3 separate regions of the Mus musculus genome follow, and regions 2 and 3 are each linked to region 1. The links are chromatin contacts, called in public Hi-C and Micro-C maps. All regions are on one chromosome and are shown on one strand. Each heading gives the region's core, a stretch centred on a gene start, on an enhancer-like site or on the middle of the called end of the contact. The rest is flanking DNA. Distances are from core to core; before and after follow the strand shown. Region 1 has its middle 9.5 kb from the start of Gm25633. Region 2 has its middle 98 kb from the start of Gm25633. Region 3 has its middle 59 kb from the start of Gm25633.

Region 1 (4,399 bases), core at 984-3,483:
TTTTTTCATTTTTCATTTTTAAAACTGAAGAAGTTACAAATAACAAGCCATCCTACTTTTGGAAGCTAACAGCTTACCTAGGAAAAATAAGCAAGCCCAGGTGACTGAATTCCCCCCAGATAGTCAACCCTCTCCTCTAAGCTGGTCCCACTCTGCATATTTTCTATTTTGATCCTCGTTTTGTTCATGAAATGGCAGTCATGATTTAGAGTGACATGTTGTTGCTATGGAATCTTACTTCTCTCTGTTTCTAGTCTACGAAGGATGTGCAAGCTCTTAAATGCCTGCCCATGAGTTATTCCTCAAGCGCCACACTGATTTGCTGTGGATGGGCTGGGCAGCTGTTCAAACCCAAACTCAAACCAGGGATAGTCACAGAGTCAAAGGTTGGGGTGGTGGTGGTGGTGGTGGGGGGGGGCTAGACCTGCAGAGCACATTCAATAAAAACCAGGCAAATGTCTAAGTCATGCCCTGTAACTTTGTCTTGAAGGGTTTTGATGATTTGAGCATTACAGCTGTGGCTTCAGCGGATACTTGCCCAGCATCCACAGCTCTTTTTTATTCCATGTATTGCACTCAGAACTACATTTATTACCTAACTTTCATAAGGAGAAATGTGACATTCATTCTGTATGAATGAAGCTTCATGTTCTCCTGACCTGGAAGCACACATAAGGGAAAGACTAATTTTATTGCCCTGATTTCAATATTGACTCACCTCAGGGAAGGATTTGACAGCCAGTCCTCTAGAGCACAGTCACATCTAAGACAGACACATCTTGGTTTTATTGACTATTGGATAGCTAGCACTGGGACTTGAGAATGAATATATAGTAGGTGACCAATACGCACATTTAGATGGCTGATTAGTATAATATAAATATATATATATTGTATATAATATAGTGTATAGTTTAAAGTATATAGTATATAGTACAAAGTACAGAGTTCATAGTACATAGTATATGGTATAAAGTACATAGTACATAGTATATAGTATAAAGTACATAGTACATAGTACATAGTACATAGTACATAGTATATAGTATATAGTATAGAAGAAGTACCAGACTCAGTCTGCTTTCCAGCTGTGTCAAATGTCTCATCTACAGAATGAAGATAGTGGATCTCACATCTTCTGGAACCACCAATGCCGGGAAGCATTGGCTACCTAGAGAACAGCCCATCCCTCTTGAAGGATGATATTTTCAAGTTTTTTGTTGCGGTTGTTGTTTTGTTTTGTTTTGTTTTGTTTTACCTAAAACCACAGCTATCACCCATCTTCTTTGTTCATTCGTGTTCCTCTTAGTAGTATGGAAGCTATCTTTTCCTTCACATTGCTTCAAATAGTGGGACACCATAGTGGGTCCCACGATAGTGGGATCTCACAGTTTCCCACAGATCCTAGTGACACGAATCTCAAGACAAATGGCTGGAGAGTGTAACACATACGATCAGGAAGCTCCCTTTTCTTCTGGAACACTTGATTTCTAGGACACAATTCAGACCTATCAGTTTTAAAGATTGCATGATACTAATAGAGTAATTAGCATTCATTAGAGTGTGGGAGGTTACTGGACCTTAGGGGGGAAAGACTCTCCATTTAAATTTGGCCTGACACAGGGTTGAAAGAACTGGGATTCTCAAGGAATTATATGCTAATTTTTGATCAGGTAAAGACCTTGGAATTGAAATGTTAATTAATTAGTCATACAACTCTTTTTAATTTGACTATGGGCTCCGCCATCTCTTAACTTCCCTGTACCGTATTAAAGCTTTATTACCGAACCCTGGGATTTATTGAGTGCCCGTGCCTTGCAAATGTTATCACACTTAATCCTTATAACAAACCCATGAAGAAGGTCCAATTAGTATGCTGACTCACATAACAGGAAACTTAGGATCAGTGAGCAAGGGTAACCTTTTCAAGGTCACCAGGCAGAGTGTCAAGACCTACTTAGATCCTCTGACACGGAACTGCTTTTAATCTCTGGCTATGTCCATAGAGACACACATTCCCGCAGGAAGAAAAGCAGTCTAGATGCAGTTCGCTGGCGCACCGTTCATGCTATCTACCCCCGCCCCCCGGTTGGTGCTCAATATGTTGAATGGCTCGAACATTCCTGCTGGGGTATTGGCCATGGGTCAAAGCTGGATCCATCATAGCTCAGTACATTAGAGCTCAGGTTTCACATCTGTGAAGTGAGGGGGACGGGCTGAATCATCTCTAAGTTTCCTCTTAGACTTAAAGAACTATGTTGCTTGTCTGAAAGGAGGATGAATCAGAGTTTAGCAGCCACAGACTAGCAATATGAGCCGATACAACATTCCTTTGTACAGAATGTTCCCTCTGCTCAAAATACCCTCTCCCCACTTGTTCACTTGGCAAATGCCCAATGAGCAGCCCAGCTGGCCTCTGAGACTCTGTCCTTGACCTCTCCATCAATGCACATTCCATCCCCAAACACACACACGCACAGTGATTTCCTTCTTAGGCCCTCCTGGGTATGCAGTGCATTACTGTGATTATTTGATTATGGGCTGTCTTTCCATCCTCACACCCTGGACTCCAAGCTCCATGAAGACAAAAACTGCACACTATTTTCTCTTCAGGCTCTACCTTCCAGCCTGGCCCACAAAACAAATATTCAATAAATGCCCTTTTCAGGAACTGAATGAATGAGCAGGGCATGTGTGGAGGAGCAGGAGGGGACAATTTGACCTTAATGGAGAATCTAAGCCAGAACACAGTGAGAAATTAGCGGTAGTTTGATGGGAAGAGAATGAAGCACAGAAAAGTGTATTGAGACCCAGTACCCCAGGCAGTGCGGGGTCCTTGTTCCATTCTGAGGTGGGAGGGGTGACAGGAAGAAGAAAAAACATGAAAAAAGATCAGTGCAAACCTCCTCCTCAGCTTAAAAAAGAAGTGATCGTAAATGAACCTGATGTTTTTCTTCACAGACCGTTAATTCATCCACAGCTCAACACTATAGGCTACACTCAACTGCAGCAAACAGCAGAACATCGCCACGAATCTCAACTCCCACGAGACCTTGCAGGATTGCAAGATATTGCAGGCATACCTGAGCTATATGAAGACATAAATTTACAAAACCAAAATGAACAATATTTAATAAATTACCAATAGTGCAAACACTTAACTAGAAAAAGTTCTATCTACTATCTATCTATCTATCTATCTACTATCTATATATCTATCATCTATCTTTCTATCATCTATCATTCATTTATCATCTACTATTTGTCTTTCTATCTATTATCTATCTATCATTTATCATCTATCTACTATTTATCTTTCTATCTATTATCTATCTATCTACTATCTATCTACCTATCATCTATCTTTCTATCTATCATCTATCATTCATCTATCATCTACTATTTGTCTTTCTATTATCTATCTACCATTTATCATCTATCTACTATTTATCTTTCTATCTATTATCTATCTATCTATCTATCTATCTATCTATCTATCTATCTATCTATCTATCTATCTACCTACTTCGTATACACACTCACAGTCCTGAGAAGTTCTTGGACACCATCTTGCTATTACATTGTGTTTGCATTCATTTCAATTATTCACTTGCACAAAGGCCAAAAGCCATGCTCAGATCTAAGGGGGAAAAAAAGCCTGATTATTTTAGCTTAATAAAATGTAATAAAGATTAAAAGTCTTTGGTATTTGTTTGTATTTGGAATATAGAACACACATGTTTATTTATAACACATGCATCTTTTGAGCCTTCTGAAATGTAAGATAACACTAAAATACGTGCATTGCAATGGGATATGTGAATGACTAAAATAGATGGGAGCTCAAACAATGCATTCCATTTCCCGCCAGACAACCCCATGCCTCATGTAAACAGCTGAACAGGTGACATTTCCTTTGGAAGTCAAGCAAGCCTCTTCATTTTGTGCATTTTGGAGAAACCAGACCTGGGAAACAGTCCAGTCTCAGTTATTGATGAAGAGGGCATGGCTATGTTTACCCAAGTGATTGGCCCTTTTACCAAGTGGTTGCATCATTTTGAAATCTTGGACTCTATACTTCATGGGCAGTTTTAGAGTGCAGAATATTCTTCCTTAGGCGGAGAAGGTCAGAATATGTGTGTGTGATGTGTGTGTGTGTGTGTGTATGTGTGTGTGTGTGTGTGTGTGTGTGTGTGTGTGTGTGTTTCAAGGTGGAGGGTGGAGGGGAGGGCCTCAGAGAACTTGTCACTGGTGTTTGGTAACTGCTTTGGGGTAATTAGGCTTGTCCGTGACTAAGTGTGATCCACTAGACAACAATGTGAGAAATTGCCTTCAGTGTGGAACGAGCTTGTTTGGATCACCCATGACTCAACGTTTATGAGGGAAGGTGAGGTGTTGT
Region 2 (4,399 bases), core at 693-3,192, 110 kb before region 1:
TCAGAATCTCACATAGCTTTCTGCCCTTTTGTATCCAGGCTGGTAACACCTGCTTAAGTCCATCCCTCCACTGCAGATCTGTCAGAAGCTGACCATCATGACTGACTGATAACAGCTGAAGCCTTGGCGGCCACCTGAAGCAGCTGGGCTCTAAGATAGACTAGCTAGGGAAGAGAGGCCCAGAATTCACTACCACAAAATATGCCACTGAAGTCAACTTAGATACAAGGAATGCAGAAAGAGTTTGCTGCTCTCACATCATCTGCTAGAAACAGAGTGTGTGTGTGTGTGTGTGTGTGTGTGTGTGTGTGTGTGTTTACCAGGAGAATAACATTTGTAGATACACACGAAAGCTACTCCAGGGATGAGAAAGCTTGTGCTGATGACACTGTGTCCAGTCTTCGTAAGTCAAACGTTCAAAGCACTATCATTAGGCTCCTCAAAAGTCACCTGGCTTCAAGTCCTTTCCTGTAAGCCAGCCCACCCCATTCTGTTTTCTTGTCTCTTGCCATATTTTTTCTGTCTTTGCTAAGATGATCCTCCAATCTAACTAGCCCTTTGAGTAACTTATCTGAGATCTCCCATGGTACATGTAAATCATATGTATAAATAGCCCGTGTTGTTATTTCCTCCTGTTAATGTCCCTTTTGCATGTTTAATTCACAGGCCTGAGGTACTAGGGCCAAGTCTGAGACCCAGGGACACTTCCTACTGTTTTATCACAAAAACAGAAAAGCAACTAATCTGAAGTTGGTACCAGGAATGGGGTGCGGAAATAAAAAGGGCCAAGTCAAAGACATACTTGCATCCTTTCCCCACACCTGAGAGTCAGTGTCCAAGGGTAACATTGGGTGGGTTGTCCCCCGCCACCACCCCACTTCCACCCCCAGGACCCCGGCTATAATAGCTCATGTTCCCTTGCTTGGCTGGAAACTCACCCTGCAGTTTCATTAAAAGGGGCAAGAATTCCACCTCTTCTTTGGAATCCACTTCCAACAGTTGCTATGCTGAGCCTGAATCCTGGGTTAATCCTTTATCTTTATGACCTTAGCAGGAGTTATTTTTACCTCATTAGGCCTCGGTTTCATCCTGTGCTGGCTGGATTAATAATATAACACACCTCAAAAACTGTTGTTCAGGTTAAAGGAGATAGTAGAAAACCTGACACAGAATGTGTGTTATATGAACTCAAGGTTCACACATAGCTACACATAGCTGTATTGGGATCTAATAGCCTGCCTGTTAGAAAATGTCTCTAATGACTTGAATGGGTTTATAGAGGAGAGGCAGCTCCATGGAGTTATCTAACTTTCAAGGTTAGGAAATATAGAGCGATCCTACTTGCCTATGTGAAAGAGTTACAGTGACTCTATTAGCTTTCTTGTCTGAATCACTAGACATATGTCCTAAAGTCCTCTCCTTACTGGGAAGGCCTGTTCTAAAGACTGATTCTCAGATCCTACCTTTAACTTGCTGATTCCAACTTTTGAATTAAATTCTGGGAGACAGTCTTTAAACACTGGGCCCTTTCAAGGTGATCCAGAGGTGACCGAAGTTTTAAATTGACAGGCAAAGAACAAGTTTCCCTGGCCTGAATCTACCCAGTCTGGTGCCTTGAAATGCAGATCTCTGCAGATTCTGTGGGCAAGGGCCACAGACCAGGGCACCATGGTTTACCCTTTGCTCTCCAGCACTTCACCCACTCAGAGCCGCTATTCCATAGATCTTGTTTCCAGCCTGGGTGGCATTTCTATAGCGGCCCCTCATTTCCTGCCAAGAACAGAGCTGGCCTCTCTGATCCTGGCTCTCAGCCCAGCCAGGCTGTAGGTGGATCATTAAAGACCGCTGGACCTCTTCTGGAGGACTCTGGGACTGTGTTGTGGAGGGAGAGGCATGACCGGGGTGGGTGGGACTATTCAAGAATCTGTTGCTATCAAATCTGGGGAGCAGACAGTCCAGGGCCCAGACAGACCTCTGTTACTCATGCAGAGATAATTCAGTTAAGGGGAATGCAGATGGGAGAGATGGAGTGACTCAGAGGCTGAAGGCATTTCAATGAGGCTTGGTGACTGAAAAGCACTTATTAACCCAGGATGCTTAAGCATTAAACAGGGCCAGGGGCTGGGTGGAGACACTGAAGAGTTGCCCACACAGGATTTTGCTGGAAGGTTGGGTGTTATGAAGTAGAATTCCCCACTCTCAGCCCATCTAAGAGCTAATTCACACCTTAAATCCTCAGTGAACTCATGTTTTTCTAGGCTGTTCAGGTCGTTATCATCTGGCCTATACAGCCATCCCGGGAAGAGATAAGCTGAGAAACTATAAAGTGTCAGACAAGAAGAAAAGCTTTTCTGGGATTTAATTTGAGCCATTGATCACCACTTCCCATAGGAACAAGTTATTTCTCTGTGAGCTGTCATCTATGAAAGCAGGTGGCTTGGCTCCTGGAGGCCTCACATGGTAGAGGGCTACAGGGTCCTTGAGGCCAAGTTAGAGGCACAGGGACACTTCCTATCATCTTTTTCCCATGCCTGAGAGTCAATGTCCTTGGGCAGCATTAGAGGCATTGCCCATACCTGACCCCATCCCCAAGTATAATAGCATATGTCCCCTGGCTTGGCTGGAAGCTCCCCCTACAGTTTCCTTTGATCCACCTGCATCTTGGGAAGATGCTCTGGTTTAAAGCAGGCTATTTGGTCCCTGGAATGGAAAGGAAGTGCCACAGTGCTAGAAGGAAGCTCCTTCTATTTGTTTCTGTCTACTTCTTCTCCTGGCATAGAGAGATTTTTCTCCACAGACCATTTGTCTTTTTTATAACCTGCCTATTCAGTGTCAGACGAATGCAAGGCAGCGGAGAAGCTGATGAAGGCCATTGCTTGGACGCTTGAGACCACGCTAGTAGACCATGGCAAAGCAACTGGGACCTACCTCCTCCACAGGTGCCAGAGTCAAGGCAGGGTGGGTGGGATGCACCTCCAAAGGACTGGAAGTGAGCTCTTCTAATGAGCAGGCAGAGGACTGGCCAGCAATGAAGGAGTTAATGGCAGTCAAGCCTTCTTCCTCTGTCCTCCCTTCTCTCACTGAACCCAGATGAATAGCCAGTCAGTAAAATGACCCAGTGGAAGGAGTCCAGAATCAACCACTCTGATCCCAGGGGGCATTTGTACTCTTCACAGCACAAATCAAATCACCCAGAGCGAGGACTGGCAGGCTGCAGAAGGCCCAGAGACAAGACATCCCTCTGGTCTCTTCGGGCACAGCAGGGACTTAACCCAAGCCGGAACCTTAGCCCATGAAACCCATAGGAGACTGACCTGCCTGGTTCCTGTGGGTCTGGAATTTCCATGTGTGATTTCTCCCTGAGACTTAGTTAGCTATCATGGAGAGGCCTTGCCTCTTGTCCTGTCTTCCCCTCACTTTGTACAGCAATGCCACCTCCTTCCTCACAGTGTCCATTGACCTTGACCCATGTGGGTGCTCTGTTGGTGAGAAAGTGGGTAGGGAAATCGGATTTGAAAAGGAGTGGAGAAATCCAAATCCCAGGATCTCATAGAACCTGCGATTACTCCTCTCCACTCAGACAGTCTCTGCTGTGTGCAAAGCTCTCTCTTTCCCTGCCCCCAGCTCCTTCCCTCTAGGAGGGAATGCCCTGAGCCTCCTCCAGCACCCCACTGGCCCTTCTGCACAAAGCTTTGTCCTCTTGAAAGCTTACAGATTTATAGTTCTCAGCTGCAGACATTCCATCCCTACCATTCCAGCCTCTCACAACCCTTGAACATCCTCCTCCATGTCCCTCTCCCAGCCTCCCCCGAATTGGAAGCTGTGGGGGTGGGGCAGGCAGGGAAGGTTGACCTCTAAATACAGAGAAGCTCAGCCTGAAGGAGTCTCCTCTGTCAAGCCACTCAGGCATCAGTTTCCTGGAACTTGACTGGCTATGGCCTGTTAGTAGCCCAGAGACTGTCCACAAAAATAAAATAAAATAAAATAAACATGTGTGACTATTCATTTCACTGTGGTTCTCTGTCTAGCTGTAGCCATGTATTTCTAGAATATTCTGTTCTGTAATGATCCTTATGTTATCCTACAATGATAGGACTTAGGAAACCCCACCTCTTTAGATCTAAGTAAGTATCTCCAGCCTAGGAATAATGTGAGCAATCCCTAATAAAATTTTGGTGATGGCAATTGGCTATTTGTATGGGAAGAGATGATAGCTAAAGGTGGAAATCTGCTGTCACAGAGAGAGCTTTATACCTACCCTCAAGCAGTGGGTAAGCCTTAGCTTTAGAGACCATTCCTGGAACATAAACTCGAAGCTGGCCTGGACTTGATGGGGGAAGATGCGATATACTGCTTACCACAGAGGTATCTCTTCAGATGTTAGAGAAGTTCTTTGTGA
Region 3 (4,399 bases), core at 1,360-3,859, 68 kb before region 1:
TTGCAAAACGACTCTGCTCAGGCCTGAACCAATCAGATGACTTACTTAGAAACAAGTGATTTGGGAAGAGCTTTTGGTATTATTATTATTACATACACTTTATTTTTTAGAACAGTTTGGAGATTCGCAGCAAACTCAGGAAGATGATAACGATTTCTGCTGACTACAGCACCCAGATTTTCTTGTTATTAACAGTTTACTTCACAGTACATTTGTTATGAGTCAGTGTTGATGTAGCTATTAGTCCTGCAATTTATTAATCTTTCCTTAGTTTTCACCTAATGTCGGTTTTCTGTCCCTATGTCCCTTGTGGGATACAATATCACATGTAGCTGTGCTCCTCATGGCTGTCAGTTTCTCAATCTTTCTTTTGATTTAGTGTGTGTGTGTGTGTGTGTGTGTGTGTGTGTGTGTGTGTTCATGTAAGTGCAGGCACCCATGTGTGTGCTTGGGTTTCCATGCAAATACACATAATGAGGCCGGAGGTAAGTTCATGGTGTCACATTTCCTACTGTGACAAGGATCTGTTTATCTCTCCCCTCCCTAGCGCTGATGTTATAGGCACAGTTACACCCAACTTTTACATAAGTATTTGGCATCTGAATTCAGACCCTCATGTTGATACAGCAAGCACTTATTTTTGAAACAACGTCTCTCACTGGCCTGGAGCTCACCCATGAGGCTAGGCAGGCTGGTGAGCCCTGCAGGGCTGCTTTGCTCCAGCCCTAGTGCTGGAATTACAAATGCGCAGCACTACATCTGGATTTTCAACATGGGCTCTGGGGATTGAACCCATCTCCTCATGCTTGTTAGGTAAGCGCTTTATTGACTAAGCTCACTTTGACCATTTTGAGGAATTCTATCAGGTGTGACTAACCTTTTATCAATGTGGGATGATGCCATCGTTTGTCAGCTAAAAAGCTTATGCGTAAGAACTGCACATCTGAGTTCCAAAAGCAATCGCAAAATATGTTTTTAAGTAAATTTACATTTTTATGTTGGGCTATATTCATAACTGATCATGGGCTGCAAGCAGCCCATGAATACCTGATAAGGTGTTGTTGGTAGGATGCTACTCAGTAGGCTAAATCTCTTGGTTCTCAATGGGATTATGGTTTGGTGGGCATAAGACCACAGAGGTAATGTGCCCTTGCCATCATTTCATATCAAGACTGCACGATGTCAACGTGAATGACATGGCTAATGTTGATGTTGGTCACCCATGTGAGGTAGGCTTTTACCAAGTTCTAGCCTGTAAAGTCACTTTTTAGTTCTTCTTTTCATTCTATACTTTTTTAGAGGCATTTACCATCTGAAGCCCACAATCACAGAGTAGAAAGATATACTATTGAAGGCAACATATTCCCATAAATGTCTAGATAGTCTTATGCACAAGAGCCCTGCCTCTTCTCCATTCAAGGAAATGTATGTACATATTCATTCAATCATTTTACTTATGCCAACAGAGACTCATGAATATTTACCTCATACCTTGGTTGTTGATAAAATATTTCTTTACTTCTCCCAAATCTCCCAACTTTGCTCAGTTACAGCCCTGTGACATCATACCCTCACCGGTGTGTCTGTTTGTTTGTGTGTGTGTGCACGCCCCATATTTTCGGACACCTTACGATGCTGTCAGCTTTTCTAGTACTCATCATACCTCAATCCTCGAATGAGCTATTTCTCCAGGGACCACTGAGTATTTTTATTAGAGAATTACACTGAAAGCCAAGATCTGGGCACTGGACGTGCTCATGTGGGCAGTCATCTTTAATTACAGACTTAAGACTTCCTTCCCTGCCTCTCAAATGAATAATTACTTCACTCTTCTTCCCACCTCCAGTTTCTCTCTCACTATGTCGGCCCACACAGAACCGAGATCAGCAGCAATGCTATACTCAAAAGTTAGGATGCAAGGACAGGAACATAAAAGTTATGTTTTAGGAGTCGTGGATTCTTCAATGTCAGAAATGTAGGTAGTTGGACCTTTCATGTTCCCAAGTCCCTCAAAAGGAAATTGATTGATCCCCTCAGAGGCAGGCAAGACATTAGTGTCTGATCCATGATTAAACCACAACTGGGTAGCCTTTTCCTTACCAATGCTCTGAGACATTGCTTTCCACTGTTCTCTTCCTCCTTGAGGCTGATACTGAATTGGCTACTGCTTTGGTGGGATTCTTACTAGGGGGAAAACATGGGTTTGCTGAGGAGCAAGTGGAGTGTTGAACCTTCTATAATAAATTTTCAGAGTTATGTGACCAGAAACAGTGGAGATATGAGACAGTAATCTCCAGCCACACTTGGGCAGGGAGGTGGCACTTCACTCTAATAATGAGGCACAGATGTCAAGGTGCCTTATCTCAGGGCCCTTGGGGTGCCAGCCACCTCTGCAACTGTGCTGGGGAAGACACGCCGGCTTGGGATGTGAGGCTGTTTGGATGATGTTGTTTTCTGATGTAACCTCTGTTGATTTCCCTACCTCCCTTTTTCTCTGCCTCTTTTCTTCCCTCTTGGGAGCAATTTATACGTCTCTGGCTCCTTTTAGGCGGGGACAGAGTACTAATTAGCTGTCTGATTCATCCCAGGCCACCTGTCCCATGGCACTTGGCAGTAAGACCAGACTGGGCGTCGCCCCAAGCTTGCCTGGGCAGGCAAGTGTCCCAGGGGTCTGGACAGTCCCTGTGTGACGTGAGACAATGATTGTGCAGCACAGTACATGGCAGAGAAAGTTGTGTCCAGTGCTCCATTACCTTGATACTAGCTGCATCAGGCATTACAGGGAAAGCCACTTCCGCAGACTTTTAAGTCCTATCTTCCCACGTAATGAAATCCACTCCCAGATGTACTCCCAGTGCACCCTCTGAGGAGGGCCCTCTTTTTCCCTTCCTAGCATTGTGTTTATCATCAGAACGCACAATTATTCTAATCCCCATAGAGAGGTCTCATTAAAAAAAAAAAAAAAAACCACCGGAAAAGCATGCTCAGTGCTAATAATGGACATCGACTCCTCCTCATCTTCTCTATATCCACCAGCCCAAATCAGGCTTCAGTGCCTGTTCCCCGCATAAAGCTGGTCCCATGTAGGTCCAACAACCTCAGTGTCAGATGCTCGGCCAACAAAGCATTCAACACGAGCCCACCCCTCATTCTTGACTCCTCTCTCCCTGGCCTTGAGAACCCTAGACTTTCCTTCTCCCATGTTGGTTATTTCTTCTTAGCTTCTTTTTTACAGGTGTCTCCTCTTGGCTAAGAGAGGAGAGTCCTCTTTGAACCCTTTCTTTAATTCCTCCCCCTCTTCCTCTATCTTAATGAGATTTATCTGTCGCCATGGCTCACCTCTGTCTACAGAGAGGTCTACTTAGCTTTTCCTTGTGTCCAAGTACAAAATGTCCAGCTACTTGGTATCTCCACTGGGAGAGTAAGCCCCAGCGTGGCATTCCCTAATAAAATTTGAATAATTACACTAATTATTGTTAAATTAATTTAAATATTATAACTGGGTCCTATGTAGCTTTCTGCTCTTTAATTATTACTCTGGCTTATTTCTGACTCCTAATCCTGCCTGGTTAGGTAATGATAGGAACAACAACCTTAGCAACAGTGACCAACCAATGTGAAGTTCTTACAATGTGTCAGGTCCCAGATAGGCACTGCTCTATTTTAGACCTGTATCACCCTGTTGTAAGATCCTGTTGAGTCCCCATGTTTGCAGCTTAGAGCTTTCAGGCTTAGGAATATGAAAGGACATTTTAACTTAATTTCTCTAGAGGCAGAATTATTATAACCCACTTTTCTTGACTCCAGACTATAAACTCTTAAACCCATCCTTCACTAACCAGATCTTCGAATCAGCCCACCTGCAGCTACAACTGATTGTGTGCTGGGATCTGAGTATGGAGGTTAGCAACTGATTGTTTACCCCATCTGGGTCAGCAACTGGTTGTATATATCTAGGTCTGGGCAAGAAGTCAGTGGTGCTGCCCCTCTAGACCTCCTGGGTCATTTGGCCAATGAGACTCAGGCAGGAGTCCTCAAATATGTCTTACAGATTATGGATGCTGGATGTTCTACTGAAAATTGATTGCTTCCCAGACTGACAGAGCCAATTTGTGCCAAGGAGAAGAGAGACAGTTATCAACTAGGAAAAGCCTGGGTCCCAAGGATGCAGGCCCATAATACCCAGTTTCTCTCTTGAGTAAGAGAGAGACCATAGAGGACATAGGCTTAAGCTGAGCTTCATGCCTGCTTTATGCACCTTCTGGGGTACGACCATCTAGGCCATCACTTTCTTCACATGATTAGCCTAGATGCAAACTCCCACATCACAGGTGCTACCTTGGTACCTATCTGAAGAAACAGAAAGGACTGGATACGATGCTTCTCAATGTGGATTCCT

Evidence for each region. A called contact is a pair of places that touch in the nucleus more often than the background predicts.
Region 2: a contact with region 1 is called in a Hi-C map of myocytes, with 4 times the contacts expected there. The contact joins two enhancer-like sites. A contact is called at or near these places in 9 of 39 promoter capture datasets (the 3T3-L1 cell line, embryonic stem cells, frontonasal cranial neural crest and 2 more), 27 of 484 Hi-C or Micro-C datasets (the AML12 cell line, the C2C12 cell line, the HL-1 cell line and 14 more), 3 of 115 datasets of contacts at active chromatin or transcription factors (embryonic fibroblasts, embryonic stem cells and stem cell-derived stembryo) and 1 of 9 other capture datasets (pancreatic islet).
Region 3: a contact with region 1 is called in a Micro-C map of muscle stem cells, with 2.8 times the contacts expected there. The contact joins two enhancer-like sites. A contact is called at or near these places in 4 of 39 promoter capture datasets (the 3T3-L1 cell line, frontonasal cranial neural crest and hippocampal neurons), 8 of 484 Hi-C or Micro-C datasets (the Patski cell line, cortical glia, frontal cortex and 5 more), 1 of 115 datasets of contacts at active chromatin or transcription factors (embryonic stem cells) and 1 of 9 other capture datasets (pancreatic islet).

What each region holds. Positions count from the first base shown.
Region 1 is chr9:49,814,270-49,818,668 of GRCm38.p6, reverse strand. No RefSeq gene overlaps it. Among named protein-coding and RNA genes, the nearest start is that of Gm25633, 9.5 kb to the left of the region's middle. Within about 2 kb of position 2,233, at least 40 of the 459 cell types and tissues checked have an H3K27ac peak or open chromatin away from gene starts, as enhancers often do. A contact at or near this core is called in the C2C12 cell line, the NIH/3T3 cell line, adipose-derived mesenchymal stem cells and 3 more, where this site is marked.
Region 2 is chr9:49,921,699-49,926,097 of GRCm38.p6, reverse strand. No RefSeq gene overlaps it. Among named protein-coding and RNA genes, the nearest start is that of Gm25633, 98 kb to the right of the region's middle. Within about 2 kb of position 1,942, at least 73 of the 459 cell types and tissues checked have an H3K27ac peak or open chromatin away from gene starts, as enhancers often do. A contact at or near this core is called in the C2C12 cell line, the NIH/3T3 cell line, adipose-derived mesenchymal stem cells and 3 more, where this site is marked.
Region 3 is chr9:49,883,146-49,887,544 of GRCm38.p6, reverse strand. No RefSeq gene overlaps it. Among named protein-coding and RNA genes, the nearest start is that of Gm25633, 59 kb to the right of the region's middle. Within about 2 kb of position 2,609, at least 20 of the 459 cell types and tissues checked have an H3K27ac peak or open chromatin away from gene starts, as enhancers often do. A contact at or near this core is called in muscle stem cells and myocytes, where this site is marked.